Regions from separate parts of the Mus musculus genome. Here regions 1, 2, 4, 5, 6 and 7 are each linked to region 3. A link is a contact called in public HiChIP or PLAC-seq and promoter capture Hi-C data. All regions are on one chromosome and are shown on one strand. The core of a region is the stretch at or near the end of the contact, and the rest is flanking DNA. Distances in the headings are between cores, read along the strand shown.

Evidence for each region. Promoter capture Hi-C pulls out the DNA fragments that hold promoters and counts their contacts. HiChIP or PLAC-seq counts read pairs in DNA pulled down with a chosen protein or histone mark.
Region 1: an H3K27ac HiChIP or PLAC-seq map of epiblast stem cells shows a contact between it and region 3, with 6 times the contacts expected there. The contact joins the enhancer-like site here to the promoter of Dhrs4 in region 3. A contact is called at or near these places in 6 of 39 promoter capture datasets (the 3T3-L1 cell line, the HPC-7 cell line, cranial neural crest and 3 more), 5 of 115 datasets of contacts at active chromatin or transcription factors (astrocytes, embryonic stem cells, epiblast stem cells and 1 more) and 2 of 9 other capture datasets (adipose tissue and pancreatic islet).
Region 2: a contact with region 3 is called in a promoter capture Hi-C map of pre-B cells, with 4 times the contacts expected there. The contact joins the promoter of Ripk3 here to the promoter of Dhrs4 in region 3. A contact is called at or near these places in 3 of 39 promoter capture datasets (the C10 cell line and pre-B cells), 2 of 115 datasets of contacts at active chromatin or transcription factors (embryonic stem cells and memory CD8 T cells) and 2 of 9 other capture datasets (adipose tissue and liver).
Region 4: an H3K27ac HiChIP or PLAC-seq map of embryonic stem cells shows a contact between it and region 3, with 5 read pairs. The contact joins the enhancer-like site here to the promoter of Dhrs4 in region 3. A contact is called at or near these places in 22 of 39 promoter capture datasets (the 3T3-L1 cell line, 3T3-L1-derived adipocytes, the HPC-7 cell line and 14 more), 1 of 484 Hi-C or Micro-C datasets (muscle stem cells), 13 of 115 datasets of contacts at active chromatin or transcription factors (SST interneurons, bone marrow-derived macrophages, embryonic basal ganglia and 6 more) and 4 of 9 other capture datasets (adipose tissue, embryonic stem cells, liver and 1 more).
Region 5: a contact with region 3 is called in an H3K4me3 HiChIP or PLAC-seq map of embryonic stem cells, with 4 times the contacts expected there. The contact joins the promoter of Ngdn here to the promoter of Dhrs4 in region 3. A contact is called at or near these places in 8 of 39 promoter capture datasets (the 3T3-L1 cell line, the HPC-7 cell line, cranial neural crest and 4 more), 1 of 484 Hi-C or Micro-C datasets (liver) and 7 of 115 datasets of contacts at active chromatin or transcription factors (the 230-238 cell line, embryonic hindbrain, embryonic stem cells and 1 more).
Region 6: a contact with region 3 is called in a promoter capture Hi-C map of embryonic stem cells, with 6 times the contacts expected there. The contact joins the promoter of Jph4 here to the promoter of Dhrs4 in region 3. A contact is called at or near these places in 28 of 39 promoter capture datasets (the 3T3-L1 cell line, 3T3-L1-derived adipocytes, the C10 cell line and 18 more), 1 of 15 datasets of contacts at CTCF or cohesin (stem cell-derived epiblast-like cells), 4 of 484 Hi-C or Micro-C datasets (embryonic stem cells and uterus), 22 of 115 datasets of contacts at active chromatin or transcription factors (the SCID.adh cell line, acute myeloid leukemia, bone marrow-derived macrophages and 12 more) and 5 of 9 other capture datasets (adipose tissue, embryonic stem cells, liver and 2 more).
Region 7: a promoter capture Hi-C map of second pharyngeal arch cranial neural crest shows a contact between it and region 3. The contact joins the promoter of Nynrin here to the promoter of Dhrs4 in region 3. A contact is called at or near these places in 7 of 39 promoter capture datasets (the C10 cell line, cranial neural crest, liver and 3 more), 3 of 484 Hi-C or Micro-C datasets (B cells, CD4 T cells and embryonic stem cells) and 2 of 9 other capture datasets (adipose tissue and liver).

What each region holds. Positions count from the first base shown.
Region 1 is chr14:55,077,342-55,080,048 of GRCm38.p6, forward strand. All of the region lies in intron 1 of Zfhx2 (zinc finger homeobox 2), which reads right to left. Among named protein-coding and RNA genes, the nearest start is that of Zfhx2, 13 kb to the right of the region's middle. Within about 2 kb of position 1,425, at least 107 of the 459 cell types and tissues checked have an H3K27ac peak or open chromatin away from gene starts, as enhancers often do. A contact at or near this core is called in adipose tissue, embryonic stem cells, epiblast stem cells and 2 more, where this site is marked.
Region 2 is chr14:55,787,560-55,790,259 of GRCm38.p6, forward strand. It overlaps Ripk3 (receptor-interacting serine-threonine kinase 3), which reads right to left and starts at 1,298. Exons shown (of 10, transcript NM_019955.2): 1 at 1,058-1,298; 2 at 679-822; 3 at 265-574. The coding sequence starts at 1,077. The region is part of intron 2 of Gm32092 (a long non-coding RNA gene); the gene reads left to right.
Region 3 is chr14:55,477,249-55,480,063 of GRCm38.p6, forward strand. It overlaps Dhrs4 (dehydrogenase/reductase (SDR family) member 4), which reads left to right and starts at 1,510. Exons shown (of 8, transcript NM_001037938.2): 1 at 1,510-1,785; 2 at 2,778-2,815. The coding sequence starts at 1,655.
Region 4 is chr14:55,183,531-55,186,230 of GRCm38.p6, forward strand. No RefSeq gene overlaps it. Among named protein-coding and RNA genes, the nearest start is that of Gm23596, 23 kb to the left of the region's middle. Within about 2 kb of position 1,326, at least 4 of the 459 cell types and tissues checked have an H3K27ac peak or open chromatin away from gene starts, as enhancers often do. A contact at or near this core is called in embryonic stem cells, where this site is marked.
Region 5 is chr14:55,014,113-55,017,000 of GRCm38.p6, forward strand. It overlaps Ngdn (neuroguidin, EIF4E binding protein), which reads left to right and starts at 1,342. Exons shown (of 11, transcript NM_026890.2): 1 at 1,342-1,476; 2 at 2,057-2,116. The coding sequence starts at 1,465.
Region 6 is chr14:55,115,638-55,118,507 of GRCm38.p6, forward strand. It overlaps Jph4 (junctophilin 4), which reads right to left and starts at 1,298. Exons shown (of 6, transcript NM_177049.5): 1 at 354-1,298.
Region 7 is chr14:55,852,672-55,855,578 of GRCm38.p6, forward strand. It overlaps Nynrin (NYN domain and retroviral integrase containing), which reads left to right and starts at 1,444. Exons shown (of 8, transcript NM_001040072.1): 1 at 1,444-1,755. The coding sequence starts at 1,558.

The DNA of each region.
Region 1 (2,707 bases), core at 175-2,674, 400 kb before region 3:
CTTCAAAATTATCAGTTCCCCATGAATCCATCTAACTCCTCTTTCTCTCTGAATCAACAACAATCTCTAATGATAAACTGTCTAACATTCAGGCCACACTGGTTCAGAGAAAGGGCGAGGGGGTGGCCTCTTACTCCTTGGGCCGTCCTTAACCCTCATCTCCAGAGTCCCAGATTTGATATGGGTCCTTGGTCCAGGAGCCTGGTTGCTTTCCCACTTCCCTCTTCCCTCCTGCCCCTGGGAATCCAGCTTGGCCTGAGTCAGAACCTTCAAGAACCTTGAGGGGCAGAACTAGCATGCTAATGAGATGCAAATAAGTACCTGGAAATCAAAGGAAAATGACGAATCTGGGTGGGGCTGGGGGTGGAGCCCTAGCATTGATGGAGAAAGGCATTCCTTCTGAGGATCCTTGGTGGGACAGAGGATGCTAAGTTTGTTGGTTTGTGAGGGTTCAGTCATTTCCACAGGCTGGGCCCCACTAGATAGGGAGAGCTGAGGGTTGACATGGTGGGCCCTTTAACTCACCTGCCGGGGCAGCAGACGAGCCCCGCTTACAAGCATTCAGCTCCCTCTTGGCTCTCCACTCACAGTGCTACATCACAGCTCAGAGGCAGCCTGAATAGGACCCGACCCTGGAGTAACTCCCAGATTCCCGCTCTCTCTAAAGCTTAATTCTCCTACTAGAAAAGGACTGCTGGGTTGCTAAGTAGAAACCAAAGGGGCTCAGCTTTTGGCCAGCTTGTGGGTGAGACCCGTAACACAGCCGGGTAGGTCAGCTGGTGGCTTATTTAAAATTGCAAATCTCTTCCCTACCTCCCAGCCTATCCCTCCTCTTCAGGAGAGAATTTCCATTGCAAATTTATCTCTCCCCTACCTATTTCCCTCGTCCCTTTCTCCGAAGTTTCTCCCACCGCGCACTAGCGATTAGACTTTTGTGGCCAGGGTGTTCCCCACTTTTAATCCTTCTGCCTCCCGCTTCTGACTTCCCCCTCTGAAGCTCTAAGCCCCCTTTTTGTTTTGCCCTTCTTGCCTTGAACTGTTGATGGCACGAAAGCCTCTAAAAAATCGGGGCTCATCTACCTGCTATCCCTAGCCAAGATTCTCAGTCACCCCTGTCCCACAGCCATTTCTTCCTGTGGTTCCCAGCATTTCTTAAGAGCAGCTCTCCCGTGGGCCTGGTCTCACAGGAGGGTAGAGGCAGAAGGCAGCCGCCACAGACCATGACATTACAGCTCAGAAGGAATTGGAGCGAAGGCGGCTGGTGTTCTGGAGGTGGGGGACAGTAGAGGAAAGGGCTGGGCCTCCGCAGAGCAGGCAGTGGCAGCCGTGTGATTAGAGCGGAGATTGATGTGAAGGGGCGCCACAGACCGCAGAGCGAGTCAATAAAACCGGAGGATCGCATTAGAGGCGACAGGGAGAGCTTTAAATTACAAGGCTGCTGCCACCACGGGGAATGGAAGGAGGGAGCCCTGGAGCCTAGGGAGGGCGGAGAGTTCTGAGGGTGCAGTCGCCCCGAAAGATGGATGGATCGACAGCTCTAAAGCGGCCCTCAGTCCTGGGAGCTCCCTCGTGGCCTTCCATTCTTCCCTCCCGTCCCAGCTCCTCACTAGGGTGAGGTGGAGAGGAAGGGATAAGGCAAGGCTGTGGAGAAACAGGCTTTTCGTTCTGGGAACTGTCTCCTTCCCCCTTCCGCCAGGTTTTCCTGTCTGCCTGTTACTCAAGAGAGGGAAGCCTGGGAGTGCTTTCAAGGCTCGACAGGAACTGCTGTCCCGCAAACAGAAGGCAGTCATAATTACTGACCTGAAGAGTAAGGCATATATGTACACACACACACACACACACACATATATCAGGAGGCAGAAACTGAAAGGCTTGAATTTGAGGTTCAGCATACAAGTGGAAGATCTTTAAGGTAGTCTTTGAGACCCTGTAGGATGGGAAACTGACAGACAACTAGAGAAGTCCTGGAGCCAGGGGGCAAGGGCAGAGCATGGAAATGGAGTTAGAGGCGCCACAGAATTTGAAGCCACGGTGGCCCAGGGTGTTTCCCTCCAAGCCCCACCTGGATCAGATTAGGAGAAGCACCACTGCCCCCTGCTGGTCACAGAGGGAACACCACCAAGCCCCAGCTCTGCAAACCGAATAAACAAAACCTGCCCCCCTCCATTTCCTCAGGCCCAGTGAAGGGCAAAAGATTTTGTGGCAACAGCTTGGGCACCAAGACTCTACCAGCCCTGAGCTTTACATCTTCAAGTGTAAGAGACCAAAGTCATGCTGGCCCGGGCCCTCACCAGCACTCAACCTTGCTTATCCAGACTACTTCCTCACGTGGAAACCTGGGAGTAATGGGGTGAGGGCCATAAGGGCAATCAATATACAGAGTGCATGGCCTGGGTGTCAGTGAGGGCCATGCTCTACCCCCTGCTTGGCCATCCCCTCCCTCGGGGCAGAGCACAGTGTTTGGAAGGAGGCTGGCATTCCTCCTGCTCCGCCTCTCAATGGGGCCAGGTTCACACCTAGTCCTCCCACCATTTACTGCTTTGCTTGGCGATTATCCCTCTTTGCCCCTCCTCTAAAGCCCAGGCTGGCAGTAGATTACCCATGATCCTCCTGCCTCAGCTGATAGGTCGAGATTCCCTAGGAGGTTGGCAGAACTCAAGCCTTACTTACTTGGCCTTGGTTTATTGTTCTGCTGCTGGCGATTGAA
Region 2 (2,700 bases), core at 48-2,547, 310 kb after region 3:
GGGAAGGTAAAGTCATTGAGAACTTAGCAGGAGATCTGAGTTGCTGATGGGCAGGCCTGAGATAAGTCAGCCTGGGTCCGTGAGGGTGCATTAGGCCTGTGGAACTGAGCCAGGGGGTTAAGAAGGGCGTCTGGTAAGGAGGGTCACCTGGTATGACTAGAAATAAAACTCCTAGTTGGGTCTTGTCATGTGTGTAGTCTTGTATTCAGAGGGACAGGTACTCAACATGGTCCCAAGTCTACACTAGGTTGTAGATGGACTAACCTTGGCGTGGAGCTCTGGATCCAGCAGAATGTTAGAGGGCTTGAGGTCCCGGTGCAGGAGCGGAGGGTTCAAGCTGTGTAGGTAGCACATCCCCAGCACCACTTCCTGCAGCAGGCGACAGAGGAGTGGCCAGGGCCGAGGGCACTCGGGTTGCAGCAGCCCTGCGAGGGAGCCATTCTCCATGAATCTTGTCACCAGAGCCTGCCCGGACACGAAGTCCCACTGGAGGTCCTCAGTGACCCCCAGCAGGAGCAGAACGTTCTCATTACGAAGATTAACCATAGCCTTCACCTCCCAGGATATCTTCTTCCTACACGCCGAAAGGGGGCCAAAATTGGATTGCGCTCTGGAAGACCCCACCCTTGCCCCACTCAGGCTCGTGACCACACTCTGACTACAGCTGGGGTCACTCACGAGTTCACGATCTTGACTGCTACATCATGGTTCCATGTTCTGTGGTGTGCCCGGAACACGACTCCGAACCCTCCTTTACCCACAAACTCCAGCTTCTTCAGTTCTTCACGGCTCACCAGAGGAACCGCTGACGCACCAGTAGGCCTGAGAAAGGTTCTTGTCCGGTAGGGGGCCCATCCCCCAGCCTAGCGCATCCTCTGTCTCCCAAGCTCCGGGATTCCGTGACTGCGCGTGGGCAGCGTAGGCAGCGAGTCTAGCCTCCCCACTGCTGCCCGCCTCACCCCCAGCTTTGTCCCCTGCCTCAGAAAAGGCGTCCTTTGAGTGTGTCCCCGGGCCACCTGTGTGGGTGTGCCGGAGACACAGCTCACTCCCCACTCACCATAACTTGACAGAAGACATCGTCGGGAGCTAGCGGCTTCCTGGAGTTATGTGTGCACAGACGGAGCTGGAAACCCGACGTCTACGGCTCGGAGTGTGGACTGAGAGGAAGGCAGGGTCTGCAAAGGGAACAATCAGTAGGTCAAGGCACGGAGGTTCAGGCCCCGAATTCCGCTTCCCAGGTCGCTCCCCCGGACTTTGAATGAGCGACTTCACAACTTCCCTTTCAAATAAGAGGCTCCTTCTATCTCCGCCCCCTGGGGTGGAGCATTGAAAACTTTGGGGCTATTTCCTGTGCACGTGCCTTGAAACTGCTTCCACCCGAGAAGCGCCCAGGCACTGGGCGTGCCACAAAAGGTGTCCTCACCATCCAGGAACGATTGACTCCCCACGATAGCCAGTCTCTCTTGGACCCCTTAGCTCCACCGCTTGCCAACCACATTTTGATGAAGGGAGGATGGAGATCAGGAGGATTTTATGGTCCTAAGATCACGGAGTAACGCTTCTAGTAAGGGTTGTCTTGGGCCAGGTACACATACTGGCTTCTTAGATCAACCGTGTTTTCTTTTCTATAGAGGAGGAAACCCAAGTACTTAAAGTTTAAATCGCTTGGCCAAGTAAGTATGGGACTAGTTTAGAACCGAGTTCTGCTCCACCAAGGTAGCCCTTATTTTATTTATTTATTTATTTATTTATTTACTTACTTACTTACTTACTTACTTACTTACTTACTTTTGAGACAGGGTCTCTTTTTGGAGCCCTGGTTGATCTGGGACTCGAGTATACAGACCAGGTTGACTCAAACTCACAGAGAGCCATCTGCATCTGCCTCCTGACTAAATGCTGGGATTAAAGGTGTACGCCACCATGCTTGGCTTTCTTATTTATCTTAAAATTTATTTATGTGTGTGCATGACCATGCATGTGGTGAAGGGGTGCATGTCATGGTGTGTGTGTGTGTGTGTGTGTGTGTGTGTGTGTGTAGGTGTTCGACCTTGTTTGAGATAGGGTCAGTTTGTTCTCTGCTGTGTGCATAATGCTATGTGTTAGCCTGTTAATGTCCCAGTATTCTCCTGTCTCTCATCTTGCTGTAGGAACACTGGCATGGTATACATGGGCTACTGTCCCCAATGTCACTTTAGTTGTGGGAATATGAGTTCAGGTCCTCATGCTTGCATGACAAGAATTTTGCCTACTAAGCGGCACACACACACACACACACACACACACACACACACTCCAGCTCAAGTTAGCTTATTCTTCTTGACAATGCCTCTGGGCTATATAAATCTACCTGTGGTGCAGGTAAGGTATGAGGCACGCAGTATGCACTAAAGGACCTCTTGGAATCCCTGCTCAGCAAGAGCAGCTACTAAGTAGGGGTTGTGGAGCTGGAAGGCCCAGGGTCTATGCCAGGGTGTTGTAATGAGGATAGGTGTGCTGGCCCTGCAATCGAGCCACTGCTGCTGTGATGGCCTCTGTAGCAGCTCTAAGGGCTTCCCACCCTTCCCCTTGTGTGATACCTTTGGCAAGTAAATACTCTGATTCATGCTTCAGGCAAGCATGGCATATATTCTCCATGAAAGCTTTTCAAGATCCTAGAGTGTCAGACTGTTGGGTAACAGGACTGGTGGTGCACACCTT
Region 3 (2,815 bases), core at 260-2,759:
GAAGTGGCTGGGCGACCCTTTGGCATCAGATAGACCCAGGACCTCCATCTTTTCACCCTGGGTATCACAGTGGTCATTTCCTGCCTGTCTGAAGATGAAGTCCTCAGTGGCTCTCAACCTGGCTAATGCTGCAACCCTTTAATTCAGTTCCTCATGTTGTGGCCCCCAGTCATAAAATTATTTTCATTGCTACTTCATAACTAATTTTTGCTACTGTTATGAATCATAATGAAAAAATTTGATATTTCCAATAGTCTTAGGCAAACCCAAAGGGGTTGTGACTCACAGGTTGAGAACCACTGGCAATAGACTTTGTGCCATAGGGAAAGATAGTGTCAGGCCTAGGCCAGCTGTCACAACTTATCACATTTGTCACCTGGCCTCCTCATCCCTCACTACATGGACACTGTGAGGAGCACAAGTGTCACCTCCACAGACAGTCTCAAAACATTCATTCATTTGCCCTTCTTGTATGTGATGTGTGGTGTGTGTGTGTGTGTGTTATTTTCTTACGCAGAGGGTCATCACACAAGGTTCACTCTCTAAATTCCTAACTAAGGTCCTAAGCCTGTCTCCCCAGGGCTTCTCAGCTGTGTAACATATCTTAACTGAAGGTTGGGTCTAGCCTCTATTAGTGGTCTCTGATTCGAGGGTCAGGATCCTTGGCAAGACTCTCCAGACACAGGGCAGATCTGGGTAGCTTCTCTCCAACTGTGCAGAGCAGAGCATTGCCCTTGGTCTCTGCTTTGATACTGTCCAATGGGCATCGTGGGGTGCTAGGACTGTGTCTGGTTATCCTGAGTGAGTGATGTTCTGGTTATCAGTACAGCCATGGGTGTAGTGGGGTTCCTGAATAAGCTATTTTTTACATGTCTAAAGGCATTTTTACTACGCTCATCATGGTGTGTTTCTGGGGCTGGGGGAGTAGGGTATGCACACATGTGCCTATACGAGAGGTCAACGTGGACTGTTTTCTACCACTCCCTATCTTATCTTTTTCTTGAGACGGGGTTTTTCACTGAGCCCGGAGCTCATGGATTGGCAAGACCAGATGACCAAAAGCCTCAACAATCATCTTGTCTGTGTATCTAAAGCTAGGAATACAGCTGTTAGGTGACAAGCCCTGCTTTTTATGTTAATGCTGAAGATCCAAACTCAGGCCAGCATGCTTGCTCAACAACCATTTTACCAAATGAGTTGTCTGTGCAGTCCTGCATACAAACCCAGGCTTTTTATAAAGGAAGAATTATTTGGAGTTTAAGGAAGCAAAACAAAAATAAATAAAATTGCAAAGCTTCCTCTCCAACGACTCTCCTAAGACCCCATCCCAAAAAAAGGTGGACCAGCAGAAGTGGGAGGAGCAGCTGGGGCACAGGAAAAGCTGGGGGTTCTGGTAGAAGAGGTGTGGGGGTCTTGAAGGAAACTTGGACTGAGAATTTGCGGGAGTCCCAAATCAGGCAAAGGGGCGCGGGGCGCCAGCAGGGAGCGCTCGCAACCGCCGCGGCTCCCGCCTAGTCCCGGGCCGTCGCAGAGCCGGTCCTAGAAGAGGGGCAGGCAGTCTGGGAAGTCAGAGCTCTCCCAGCTAGACCAGCCTCCCGCCCTTTGAACAGTCCCCTCCCCTAGCAGAGTTCAACCCAACCCCCTGGCCTGAACTATGCAGAAAGCGGGACGGCTGTTAGGTGGTTGGACTCAAGCGTGGATGTCGGTGAGGATGGCCAGTTCCGGGTTGACTCGTCGAAACCCTCTCTCCAATAAGGTGGCCCTGGTCACAGCCTCCACCGACGGGTGAGTACCAGAGCCAGAGTCTTCATCCAGAAACAAGTACTCTTTAACTCCTGGACTGTTGTCCTCGAGCCTCAGATGCGGCCAAAGGCCACCCCGAGGGAGAAAAAGGAAACCCACATGGTGGACCTGAAATCGCTCCGAATCCCCGACCTGGCCCTGCCACAGGCTAGCCCTTGTATCACTGTTGCCTTCGGCTTTGTGAGAGCTCGGCGCTGCCAGAAGGACCCAGGTCCCGGTGCTTCTGGGCTGCCCCAATCGACAGCTCCACCTAGAGTCTGGGAAGACCAAAACAACCAGTCACGGCTTCAAAGCTCTGCTTGCTGTTCTTGCTCCCTAGGGACCCCTTACCTGGATCCCGTGCCCAGATCTTTACTTCAGTCTGTATATTTGGGCCTCCGTGCCCAGCCTGTCTCACCCACCACTCTCAACTATCCAGTTTTTTAATCCCCACAGGACCTTACTAAATTAAAAAACTCCTTGAAAATCTGTAATGCAGATGTCTATGAAAAGCTAACATCTGGCTATTATAAAATATGTAATTGATATTTACATTTTGAGCCATGCTTTTTTTGGTGAAGGCCCCCCCCAAATATATCAAAAGATAGAATTGTGAGGTTGTAGTGTGGTAAGAGGTATTTGGGGATATGGGCTTCTTCCAGCAAGGCCCCTAAGTCCATGGCAACTGAACACTCATCTATTTCTCTCCCCTCTTTCCCAACTGGACATAGGTACAATAATCGGTCATGAAGGCTGTGGCAGGTGATGTCAGTCCCGGGAACTGGGGTAAAAGACAAGATCATAATAAAATCATCTGAGCTTATCCTTCTGTCCGCACCATTAAAAGCCTACTCTACCTAGTAGAAATGCGTGAAGCTCGAATACAGGGAGAGCGAGGGTCCAGTGCTGAAAGCCTGAAAGCAGAGCCCACGCATGCTCTCGCCCTCTTCTCTGCGGTAGAGGCCTTGACAGTGTGTCACCTTTTACCCTCGTAGGATCGGCTTTGCCATCGCCCGGCGCCTGGCTGAAGATG
Region 4 (2,700 bases), core at 76-2,575, 290 kb before region 3:
GTTTTTGGTGCCCATGGTGGTCTGAAGCGGGTATTGGATCCTCTAAAGCTGGAGTTACAGGCAGTTGTGACCTCTTATGTGGTACTTGTAAAAAAGTAATAAAGAACAGCAAGTGCTTTTAACTGCCGAGCCGTCTTGGAAACTCCAAGACCTAACTCTTTTTTTTTTATTTTTAAAGATTTATTTATTTATTTTTATTTTATACATTGGTGTTTTGATTGCATGTATATCTGTGTGAAGGTGTCAAATCCCCTGGAACTGGAGTTACAGTCAGTTGTGAGCTTCCATGTGGGTGCTTAGAATTGAACCCCAGGACCTCTGGAAGAGCAACCAATGCTCTCTAACCATCACACTTGCTGCTAGGTTTCAATGCCTGAATTTTGGGAGAGGCATACTCACCCACAGCTAGGCAGTGACTTTAGGAGATAGATGAAACTATTTGGGCTGTCTTTCCATCAGCTTAAATCAAGACCAAAGTCCTTTGAGTGGCAAACTTTCCCCCAGATTCTGCCTCTGCCTTTCTTGCCACTTTCCCCTTTCACCACCACTTGCCCTTGAAAGCTTTTCTCCTGCTGTTTACAGGACATGGGCATCATTGCTGCAGAGCCTTGCTCCTGCTGACCATGGGCTTGGGCATCACTGCTGCAGAGCCTTGCTCCTGCTGACCATGGGCTTGGGCATCACTGCTGCAGAGCCTTGCTCCTGCTGACCATGGGCATAGGCACCGTAGTCCTTCTCTTTGTTTTCCCTTAAAGCCTCTAACGGGAAACTTGTCATGCAGAAGGTCCTCAGCAAAAGTTTGTTAAACAAATGAGGTGTGACTGCATTCCTCCTGTACAGGATCACTCAGACATGTCTAGTTTCTCCTGCTTCTTGGGAACTTTTCTTTGGGCATGGGTTTTTCAGTAACATAAGAAAATTGTTCTTTTAAAAATTATCATTCAATTCTTGCCCCGGCCCACTCCAGAGCTTCAGGAGTTTGTCTTTCTTTGAGGAAAGAAAGGAAGAAATCAGTCTAGCCTAATTGGCATGCCCTGGGACAATAAGAGACTCTTGTCTGCAGAGGGGCAGAGGTGGACAGCACACGAGGAGTGGCACCCTATGTAGATCTGGGCTCTGAATATGCGTGTATGGTGGTCTGAATGAGAGTGACCTCTGTAGGCTCAAAGATTTAAATGTTTGGTTCCTGGTTGGTGGAACTATTTGGGAAGAATCAGGAGGTGTGGCTTTGCCACTTTCCCCTTTAACCACCATTTGCCCTTGAAAGCTTTTCTCCTGCTGCTTACAGGACATGGGCATCATTGTGTGGCTTTGTTGGAGGTTTGGTTTTGTTTGAGGAGGTGTGTCATTGGCACTGTCACATGGTAATTAGTGATTATTCTTATGCAGATCTAGGATGACAAAGGGCAATCGGTAAAAAAAAAAATGTAAAATGTAGAGTTTGAAGTGAAAAAGAACACCAGGAAATTCAATGTCGGAGCCAAGGCTCATGCTGAACTGGATAAAGATGCCTGATGTGGGCTTCCCTGTGTGTCACAAAGTAGCAGCCACCAAGCAAGTATATTCCTTGAATTAGCACACCTGGTGGGCCATGTGCACACCAAGCAAACAGGTACTACGGGGAGCACCAGACTAGGTTTTCTTCCCCATTTCTTAACTATTTCCATTCTTCAGTGAGGGTGAGAAAAGCTATGGGGGTAGCGCCAGCTCAGGAGCCTGGGTACCCAGAGATTTAGGAGCTTACGGAGCCAGAGAGAGAACGATGTGAAGGCTGTGGAGTGAGGCTGAACCCAGCCTCCTGCCCTATGATTCCACACTGCAGGGGAACTTCAAGTTGTTAACACTCACAAGTGTTACATTACTGTGAAGGAAGTAGCCACATCTATAACAGGATTTAATGTTCTACAGCTTTTCCTTTTAAAGCTGAGAAGGTAGCATGTGTGCTCGCTAGGCATATAATCCAGATATGCTCCAGAGTCCTGAGATTTTTTTCCATGAAGGTTAACTAGAAGCTAGTATACTTTTTATATTTTTGTAACAATTGGCTTTTTTCATTGGTGTTGGAGGTGAAAGGGTTAGTATTTATAGTCCTAATAAGTCCAATAATTTTTATGTGTCTTTTTTTCCTTTTTATTAGATATTTTCTTTATTTACATTTCAATTCTTATCCCCTTTCCTAGTTACCCCTCTGAAAATTCCCTATACCCTCCCCCTGCTCCTCAACCCACCCACTCCTGCTTCCTGACCCTGACGTTCCCCTATACTGAGGCATAGAACCTTCACAGGACCAAGGGCCTCTCCTCTCATTGATGACCGACTAGGCCATCCTCTGGTACATATACAGCTAGAGCCACATGTCCCACCATGTGTTTTCTTTGATTGGTGGTTTAGTCCCAAGGAGCTCTGGGTATACTGGTTAGTTCATATTGTTGTTCCTCCTATGGGACTGCAAACCCCTTCAGCTCCATGGGTACTTTCTCTAGCTCCTTCATTGGGGACCTTGTGCTCTGTCCAAGGATGATTGTGAGCATCCACTTCTGTATTTGCCAGGCACTGGCAGAGCCTCACAGGAGACAGCTATATCAGGCTCCTGTCAGCAGGCTCTTGTTGGCATCTGCAATTTGGGTTTGGTGGTTGTTTATGGGATGGATCCCCTGGTGGGCAGTCTCTGGATGGTCATTCCTTCAGTCTCTGCTCTGA
Region 5 (2,888 bases), core at 92-2,591, 460 kb before region 3:
AGGTTCTTACAGTGCTCTGCGCCTCCCAATGAACCTTAAACAGCAAATAAATATCACAGGCAAACCCTCTGTCCCATTTTATGTAGTTCCCAAATAGGTAGAAACTAGAATGTTTCACCCAGAATTCAAGATAGAAAAAGGATTACTCTTTTTTGCTTAAAAAAAAAAAACAAAAAACAAAAAACAAAAAAACAATCACTTTTATGTATGCCTATGTCTGTATATAGGGAAGTCAGAAGGAACTAAAATTCCCCTGGGGCTGGAGTTAAAGGTAGTTGTGAGCTGTCTTGTCTGGGTGCTGGGAATGGAACGTTGGTCATCTGCAAGAATAATATGTGCTCTTGGCCACTGACTGAGCCATCGCTCCAGCCCCGTTTTCATTTTGTTTATTGAGATGGGATCTCACAATGTAGACCAGACTGGCTTGAAACTCATGGAGCTCTGCTTGTCTCTTGACTAAAGAGATCTGGGATTAAAGGCCAAAGCTACACTTTGGATTTCCCGGCTCAGGTCTGCTCTTCTGTTGCGCGAGGAAACTCCGAGCCAGGAGGACCTTTCTAGCGCTGTATTGTGTAATGCAGACGGAGAGTGGGAGTTATAACTCCCACCTAATCCTCCAGCCCGTGAGAGGCGAGGGAGTGGGCGTGTTGGAAGATACTGAGAAAAGATGACGGGGACAAAGGAAATATGCACAGCCAGGGTTTTAACCACGTTCTGCGGTGGACGAGTGGAGCAGTGAGAAAGGCACGCAGGTTGAGCCGGTTCCTCGCCTGTCGATTTTTCCCTCGAGAGGAATGCAGGGCGCAATGCGGCCTTTGCGCAGAGTCCTAGGCGTGCACGGGGAGGGTTGGCCGGTGATGCGGCCGACGGTTTCTGAACCTTGGGTTCCCGCTCCTCCATCCCAACCATCCAAATTACGGATGAAAAGGGCTCCACTGTTGTTCAAGGACAGTCACAGAACCAGGAAAGGCGCACTTGGAAGTCCTGGGGCCAATGGCGGCCCAGCAACCCTGCCGCATCAGAGAACGGACGGAAGCCGCCACCCTGCGGTCTGTTTTGGCACTACACGGAAAACGCCGTGGAAAGACTGTCTCTGCGGCATCTGGGAGCCAATGAGCTCTCGGGCTGCATAACTAATTTCTTTTTTCTACTGGTTGCACTAGCTGTCAATCAATAATCTGCACAATATTTATTGGAATTAGCATCCATCATTCTCTGTAAATCACGAATCACATGCTTCTGTCCCCGCCCACCTTTACGCCTTAAGAACGCCTCTGCGTTTGACACATTCAGGGAGTTTCTTTATTTCATTGGCTAGGTGAGGTCCCGCCTCTCCGATTAGCGGAAATGAAAGATCTCTTACTTCCATTGGCTGAAATTTGCAAACTGTGATTGTCTATCAAAACTATGAACTCACGCTAGCTCCTAGGAAGTTCGGGCCCGGAAAGGGTGGGCTTTGCGAAGATGGCGGCTCCGGTGAGTTCTGTCTCCTTGCTTCTTCCCGGAAAGGAAGGAATCTGTGAAAGTTTCCTTTCGCCTCCACGGATCGAGGCAAACCGTTGGCACCATGGATGATGAGAGTGATGAGAGTTGTCTCAGGGATGCGCTCACTCTGACACAGCGGTATCGTATGTCAGATGAGAGGGAGGGTCAGACGCTGCAGGTTGGCTGGTTCCGGACAGGAGGCTAACCCCAAATTACTCTTCAGAATGAGCTTTGTAGGGAGAGTCTCGTGACCATGGCGGGCGGTGACCCGGCCTTAAGGTGGGACAATGTTCCGAGCAGAGCTAGCGTCACATGTACAATGTGGCTGGGGCAAAGGCAGCCGTAAAGTTTGGCGATGAAATCTCCGGTCTTTTCCAGTAAATTGGGGGGGGTGTGGTGGGAGGAGACTGGCTGTGTGCCGAGGCTGCCTGCCCCTGTGCGGGGGGAAAACGACCCAAAAGTCGCGACTGTTTTGAAGGAAAGGAGGGAGTTTGATAGGCAGTACGTTCTGCAATCATCATCGCCTAAAGTAAGAAATTGATCACCTTTAACTGTCCCCTCCTATCTGTAGGAGGTGCTGGAGTCAGACGTGTCAAGTTCGATAACACTTTTGAAAAACCTCCAGGAGCAGGTGAGTATGTATGTCTTTTAGAATAAATCAGTCAGGGATTAACTTTGACTTCATAAGTCTCATCCACACACTTTGATGATTCGAATACTACAAAATTATCTTAGGTGTAAAATAAAAGCCTTATATGCGCTTCATGAAAGTTCAAAATAATTCATTCAGCTCCCAAAGAAATACAGAAAGCTGTTTTTCCCCCATTCACTTACTTATTTATTTATTTTATTTAGTCACTTTACATTCCGATTGCAGCCACCCCCCAGAAAACTTTTTTTAAGTTATACCCAAACTCCTTTATTTAAATAATAACTAAGAAAACAGATGTTGACAATCTGTCAAAATAGTGGCTATAAGTGCCACTTAATATGCATTTACATAGTAAGTTCTAGTGGTACAGATAAAATTACACTCCTTGGCCTGTTTATGGTGCACACCTTTAAACCCAGCACTTAGGAGGCAGAGGCAGGTGGATCTCTGTGAGTTCAAGGTCAGCTTGGAGTGTATAGTGAGTTCCAGAACAACCTGGGCTTCATAGACAAACCCTATCTCAAAAAACAAAAACAACCCCACAAACAACAAAAGTCACAGCCCTCATCGCCACTGTCGGGCTCCTCACCCCCTTCACTTGGTTTCTTAATGACCCCCTCCCTCATCTTTAGACAGCACCATGACGATGTTTTCTCTGCCTCTTGGAGAACTGTTGGAAACGCTCAGTTCAGTGGTGTTCAGCAACAGCGTTTCAGATCATTTTTTAGGCGGCATTATCTAGTATTTATCC
Region 6 (2,870 bases), core at 48-2,547, 360 kb before region 3:
ACTTGTAGAGGGCGCCTCCCGGGACTTGGGGTCCCAGCGCTGATCCCGAGTCCTACTTTTCCAACCCAGAACCCCAGAGTGTGGAGCGTGGATGGCAGTTGGAGGTGGGGGACCTGGGAGGGGCCAGGGCAGGGTCTTCCGACACCTGCTTTCCTGGCGATTTGGACCCCTCTGCCTGGATTCTTTGGCTCCGCTAGCAAACCCGGGTGCGGGGGAGGCAAGGGGGTAAAAATGTAGCTAGCTAGAAAGCCGGCCCCAGGTGGGCCGATGGTAGAATGGGGATGTTGGGGGTGGGGTGGGGGATGAGGGTAGGGATGGGCAGACTGGCGAAAGGGAGGGGACAGGTTACTCACCATGTGTGCTGGGGCTCAGGCTGCCTCCCAGGCGCAGTTTCCATGGCAGGGTCCCTCCACTCACACCTCACCAGGACAAGCCAAGCCCCCTTCCCTTCCGGAGAGACTGCTACAACCCAGAGAAGGAAGGTGGGGGAGCTATGGGAGAGTCCCTTTTCCTCGGCTGAAGGTGCAGGCTAGTGTGGGGGGTGAGGTAGTGGCAGGGTGGAGGGGATGAGAATAAGTGTAGGGGGAAAAAAATCTGTCTTGAACGGAGACAGCGAAGAGGAGCTGGGGGCTGGATGGGAAAGGGGAGGGGGCTATCAAGAAGGGGTGTTTTTATTTTTTTCTTCTTATGGTTGGGAGAGGAAAAAAAAAATCAAAATTCCAATTCCATCCCAGCACAAATCAATGTTTGCTCCAAACCCAGCATCAAGGGGGAGGCTGGGCCAGGCAGATTTAAAGGGGCAGAGAGAAGCGGAGAGGAGAGGGTGGGGAGAGAGTCAGTGGCAGTGGGGGTGGTGCGAGGATGCTCAGGCAGAAAAAAAGGGGGTTCGCTACCCCTGAGGTGAGGGAGAAGGCAGGCGGAGAGGAGAATGGAAGGCTCAGAGACCCCCACGGTGGAAAGAAACCGTGGCATGCAGGCAGGGAGTGGAGTGAGGTGGAGGGAGGGGAGGGGAGAGGAGCTAGGGGGAGGAGTCTTAAGATGGGGAGGCAGGGGGAGGCCAGAGCCAGGCGGGGGAGGAGAGATGCTGGGGAGACCGGGAGTGCGAGAGGAATACAAAGAATGAGGTGCAGGGGTGAGAGCTATGGCAGGGGGAGATATAGCCGGCATGGGAGATGGCGAGGGAGACCCATTCCAGGACTCTTGAGAGATAGCTAGGGAGAGAAGTCAAGGGTGGAGGGAAGGAGGGGAGCAGAATCACATAGGGAGAAGAAGAGAGCGAAATAAGGCTCGCGACGAGCGGGAGAAAGCTCTGCAGAGAAAGGGCAGGCATGAGAATAGAAATCCCGGCAGGAAGAGCCCACATGGAGACAGGAGGTCCGGAAGTGGTGTTTATGAGGACCCTGGGGAGAGGGATGAACCTGCCAGCTGCTTGGCCGGAAGCCAGGAGGCATTTGAACGTGGATACCTCTGCCCATTCAGCTCAAACTCCTCCACCAGACAGCGCCCACCCTGTCACAGTTTTAGAGGTAGCTTGAGATGGGGCCCTGTCTGGAGGCCCCACTAAGCTAATGCACACAATATTCCGCGGACACCAACAGTTTGTCTAGGATGGGCCCTCTGAAGGGAGTGTTGGTATGTTCATTAAGGGGGCTCAAATTTGAGGAGGCCACCAAGATCTTAGGGCTCTGGAGTCTTCTCTTTCACAACACAGCAAATTACACAAGTTTGCTTGAGCAGGCTTTTGCTGTGGCCCCTTAAGCCCATCATCGACCTCTTCGAGTCCACTCTCCAGATTGACAGCACAAGTAGACCACACAGGTATTCACGTACTGCATTCCCTCCCTTCTCAGCTTCCTCTGGCCTGCCCCTGCGTGTTTACAGGGAAGGAGGCACCAGTGTGCTCAATTGCCTTTCTTTCCCCATAGGACCTAGTCCCCGCTGCCCACCCCTCATCCCCACACCTGATTTAAAGAGATCCAGAGCCCCGAGGGGGAAGTCATTCACCAAGGGGCACACTGGCAAAGTTGGCAAAGCTAGAAGTAGAACACTAAACGCAGACTTTTATTTTTGTTGGTGTTGGGAACGGAATTCTGGTTCTTGGGATAAAGCGCGTGCTCTATCACTGGGCTCTAGCTGGCAGCTTGGTGTCTTTCGAGCCCTTCAGTTCTTCCAGATGTCTGTGCTTGGGAGCATCCCCTAAAGTCAGGGTTACATTGGGTACTTTGGTAAAATAAAGAGTATGAAGATCGAAATAAACAGGGATTTCTCTTGTACACACACACACAGGCACATGTGTGTGCATACTACACACTATGTATATATTAGTGGGGTGGTGGTGTGTGCATGTGTCAGAGAGAGAGAGAGAGAGAGAGAGAGAGAGAGAGAGAGAGAGAGATATCAGAGGAAGTCCTTGTCTTCTGTCTTGTTGAGATAGCTCTTGTCTCCTCTGTGTAATGTACTCCAGGCTAGTTGGCCTGATCCTCTTGTGGACTCCCATCTTTCCTTAGGAGTGCTAGGCTTAGATGTGGGCCACTGCATCTGGCTTCTCACCTAGGATCCATGGATTGAGCTCAGGCTGTAGGCTTGTGTGTCTGCTGAGCTATATCCCTAAATCACATTGTGTTTTTCTAGAAGTTTCTCCAGGGCAGAGACTACTCTTTTTTTTTTTTTTTTTTTTAAAACAGGGTCTCATTATGTTCCCCAGGCTCCTCCTTCATCCTCCCCGAGTGCTGGGATTACAGGCACAGCCACCTTAACATCATACTCAGCAGGGAACCACATATTTAAAGCACTTTTGAGAACAAAGCAGGGTAGCCATCAGGTACTGGGGATGTGTAGCTTAGTAGGAGAGCATGTGCCTAGGATGTGCA
Region 7 (2,907 bases), core at 194-2,693, 380 kb after region 3:
GGGGTCACTCAGACAGCCTCTGACTTCAAAGCCTTCTGGAGGGGCAGGGTTGAAGAACTCGTTACCCAGAACCCCACAGACCCACCTTTTATTTCTCTGAATTCCATTCCAGGGATGAGACCTTGTAAAGGTGGGGCTTGACCATCCAGTCTAGTCTGGCAGTAACCTGAATCTTTTCCCCCTGGGCCCCTTCTGCACAGCGTGCACCTCCCCACTGGCCTGCATACATACACACATCGGTGGCTCTGTAACACCGATGTCCTAGGAAAGGACTCAGTTTAAAAAAAAAAATAGCTGTCCTTTGTTCCCGTGGGTCAGGTCATACTTGTGTCTGTCAGACTGTGACTCTTGGTTTGTTTGGAAAGTAAGGTTCTCTCGAGGCCCCAGCTGCAGACTGTGCCTTCCCAGTGCCAGGCTACTTCAGGCTACAAGACCACATAAAGTGTTCTTTGTACTGAGCATGTCTCCAAGGCAGCTCGGGTTTTGAGAGTGTCCCCAGCCCAGGGCTAGTCTTGGACCACTGATGCCAACCATATGGCTGTGGATAAGGATGATTGGAGACCCTACCTCCCACTGGCTCCTCACACTCTAACTCACACTTGCTAAAAAAAGGGGTTCTCCTAAACAACCCGAGCCTGAAAACTCTGGCAGCTAACCCCCTGCCCCTCCAGCCCTGGGGGGCTTCCGCAGGGCCTGGGCCTAGAGCCAGTTCCAGGCGGTCCCCAGACTAGAGTGGGGGTGGGGGTCAGAGCTGTAACCCTTTACGTCCTGCTTGGTCTCCAGCCCATAGTTTCTACAGGCCCTAGCCTCTGTGGTCTCTCCACCCCATTTTCCCTTAACCCTTTCCTGCCACAAAGAGATGGGTGTAGTAAAGGGTTTTCAAGGGAAGTCCAGACGACCAAGGATCATGTGTGTGTGTGTGTGTGATGTGTTTGTGTGTGTGCGTGTGGTGTGTATGTGGTGTGTGTGCGCGTGTGGTGTGTATGTGGTGTGTGTGTGTGTAGAACACTGCTTGGAATCTAAAACCAGGGTCTCAGAGATCAACTCTTCAATCCTTCCTTTTCCTTCCTTCGAGGAAGGAACTTTGACCCCTGAACACAAAACTTGGGTGGAAGGCAGTTGCTTCCAAGACCCTGTTTGGCCCTCTCCCTCCCGCCCAGCCTCCTCTCCTTCCCTCCCTCAGTCTCCAGCGCCCCTTTAAGCCATCCAGCAGCTCAGGCGAGTTTATCCAGGGGGCCTGGCTTCGAGGTCGAAGGGGAGGAGGGGGTGGTGGTTGAGGGGGAGGAAGGGCGGCGGGAATCCGCTCGGTCCCACCCCTAGCTACAACCCTTAGCAGGAAGGGTTTGTCTCCCGTGCTGCGGCGGAAAGGGACGGAGCTGGGAGGGCGGGCGCGGAGCGCTGGCGGGTGGGTCGCAGAACCCACAGCAGGGAGGCGGTGGCGGGGGGCGCGCCTCAAGGAGGGGAGGCGTGGCTTAGGCTGCAGGGCTAGGTGGCTGGGGGCCTCGGTGCTGGGACCCGTGACACTTCTCACGCTTTCCAGGGGCCGGAGGGACAGCCATGCTTTTGTCGGGGGGTAAACCCCCAGCGCAGGAATGGTTCATGGTGCAGACAAAATCGAAGCCCCGGGTACACCGGCAGCGGCTGCAAGTCCAGCGCATCTTCAGGGTCAAGGTGACCGCTTTCCAGAGCCGTCCTGACACCCCTTACTTTTGGCTGCAGCTGGAGGGGCCCCGGGAAAATACGGGCAAAGCCAAGGTAAACAGCTTCGTTTTGTTCTTTCCTTTCCCTCCTAGTCAGATCCTCTCCCTCTCTCCTGAACAGTCAAGAGTCCCCAGAGGTGTTGAGCTTGTCCTGCTGTTTGGCTTGCAGGGTCTGGGCCTCCCTCCCTCCAGATCTGCGGGGCCCCTGCTCTGTCCCTCTGCTTCCTTCTTTCCCTTCTGCCCCACCCCTCTCTTACATGTCACTTCTGTCCTTTAAGTGTGCTGAGAGAACCTCTGCTGAGAGTCTCTTTCTACCAGCCTTCTCTGGTCAGAAACAGGCCCAGATTTTCCATCTTGGGATCAGTTTAAGGGCCTGCATTTTTGTGGCCTCTGCAACATATGTCTTTGTTCTCACCAAGACACTGGAAGGCCTCCGTTCTTTCTGTCTGCTTAAATCCTGGGCGGTTTCTCTGAGTACTGGGACCAGAGGAGGGCCCTAGAGACACTTGTAGAGTGGCGTTGGCAGTTTATAGACGAAGCAGTAGGACTCAGAGAGAGAGAGAGAGAGAGAGAGAGAGAGAGAGGGTGAGGGTCTGCCTCAGTCATCAGAGTCAGGAAGGAGTAGGTTGGTGGAGGTTGTAGAACCTAGGACCCTGCCGGCAGAGTAGGATGCATCTGTTCTGGAAGGCAGTGCCTTGGGATGCCAGGGAATCATGGACGTTGAGATGAAAGGGCCTGCTGTATGGAGCTGGATATTGGAGAGGCCAGGTTGCAGCTTGTCCCTTTTACGCTCATCTTGGCTTCTCTGCCTGGGCTCCTCCCTCTGGTTCAGTCACACCCAAGGGCCCCCTACTCCCTCAGATTCCCTTATCTTCTCCAGTAGGAATGCTCTGGACTCCCTTCTCTCGGATACAAGCTAGTCTTTAACCCTTTGGCTGAAGCTCTACCCACATCTCAGTTGGTCAGGGCCTAGGTAGGGGAGGCCCGGAACACAGCCAGCAGAAGGAAGGGGAGGCTGGGAAATTTCTCCCTAAACACGCCCATTAAGCTGCTGCATCAGCACTTTTCCAGTTCTGACAGAGGTGCTGGGGGAGGGGAGAGGTGTCTGCCCAGAGAACAGATGTGCAGGGCCCCTTAGTTTCAGAGGCTGGTGTAGGATAAGCTAAGAAGAGGCTTTTGGGTTCTTTATGTTCTTAATTTTTTTCCG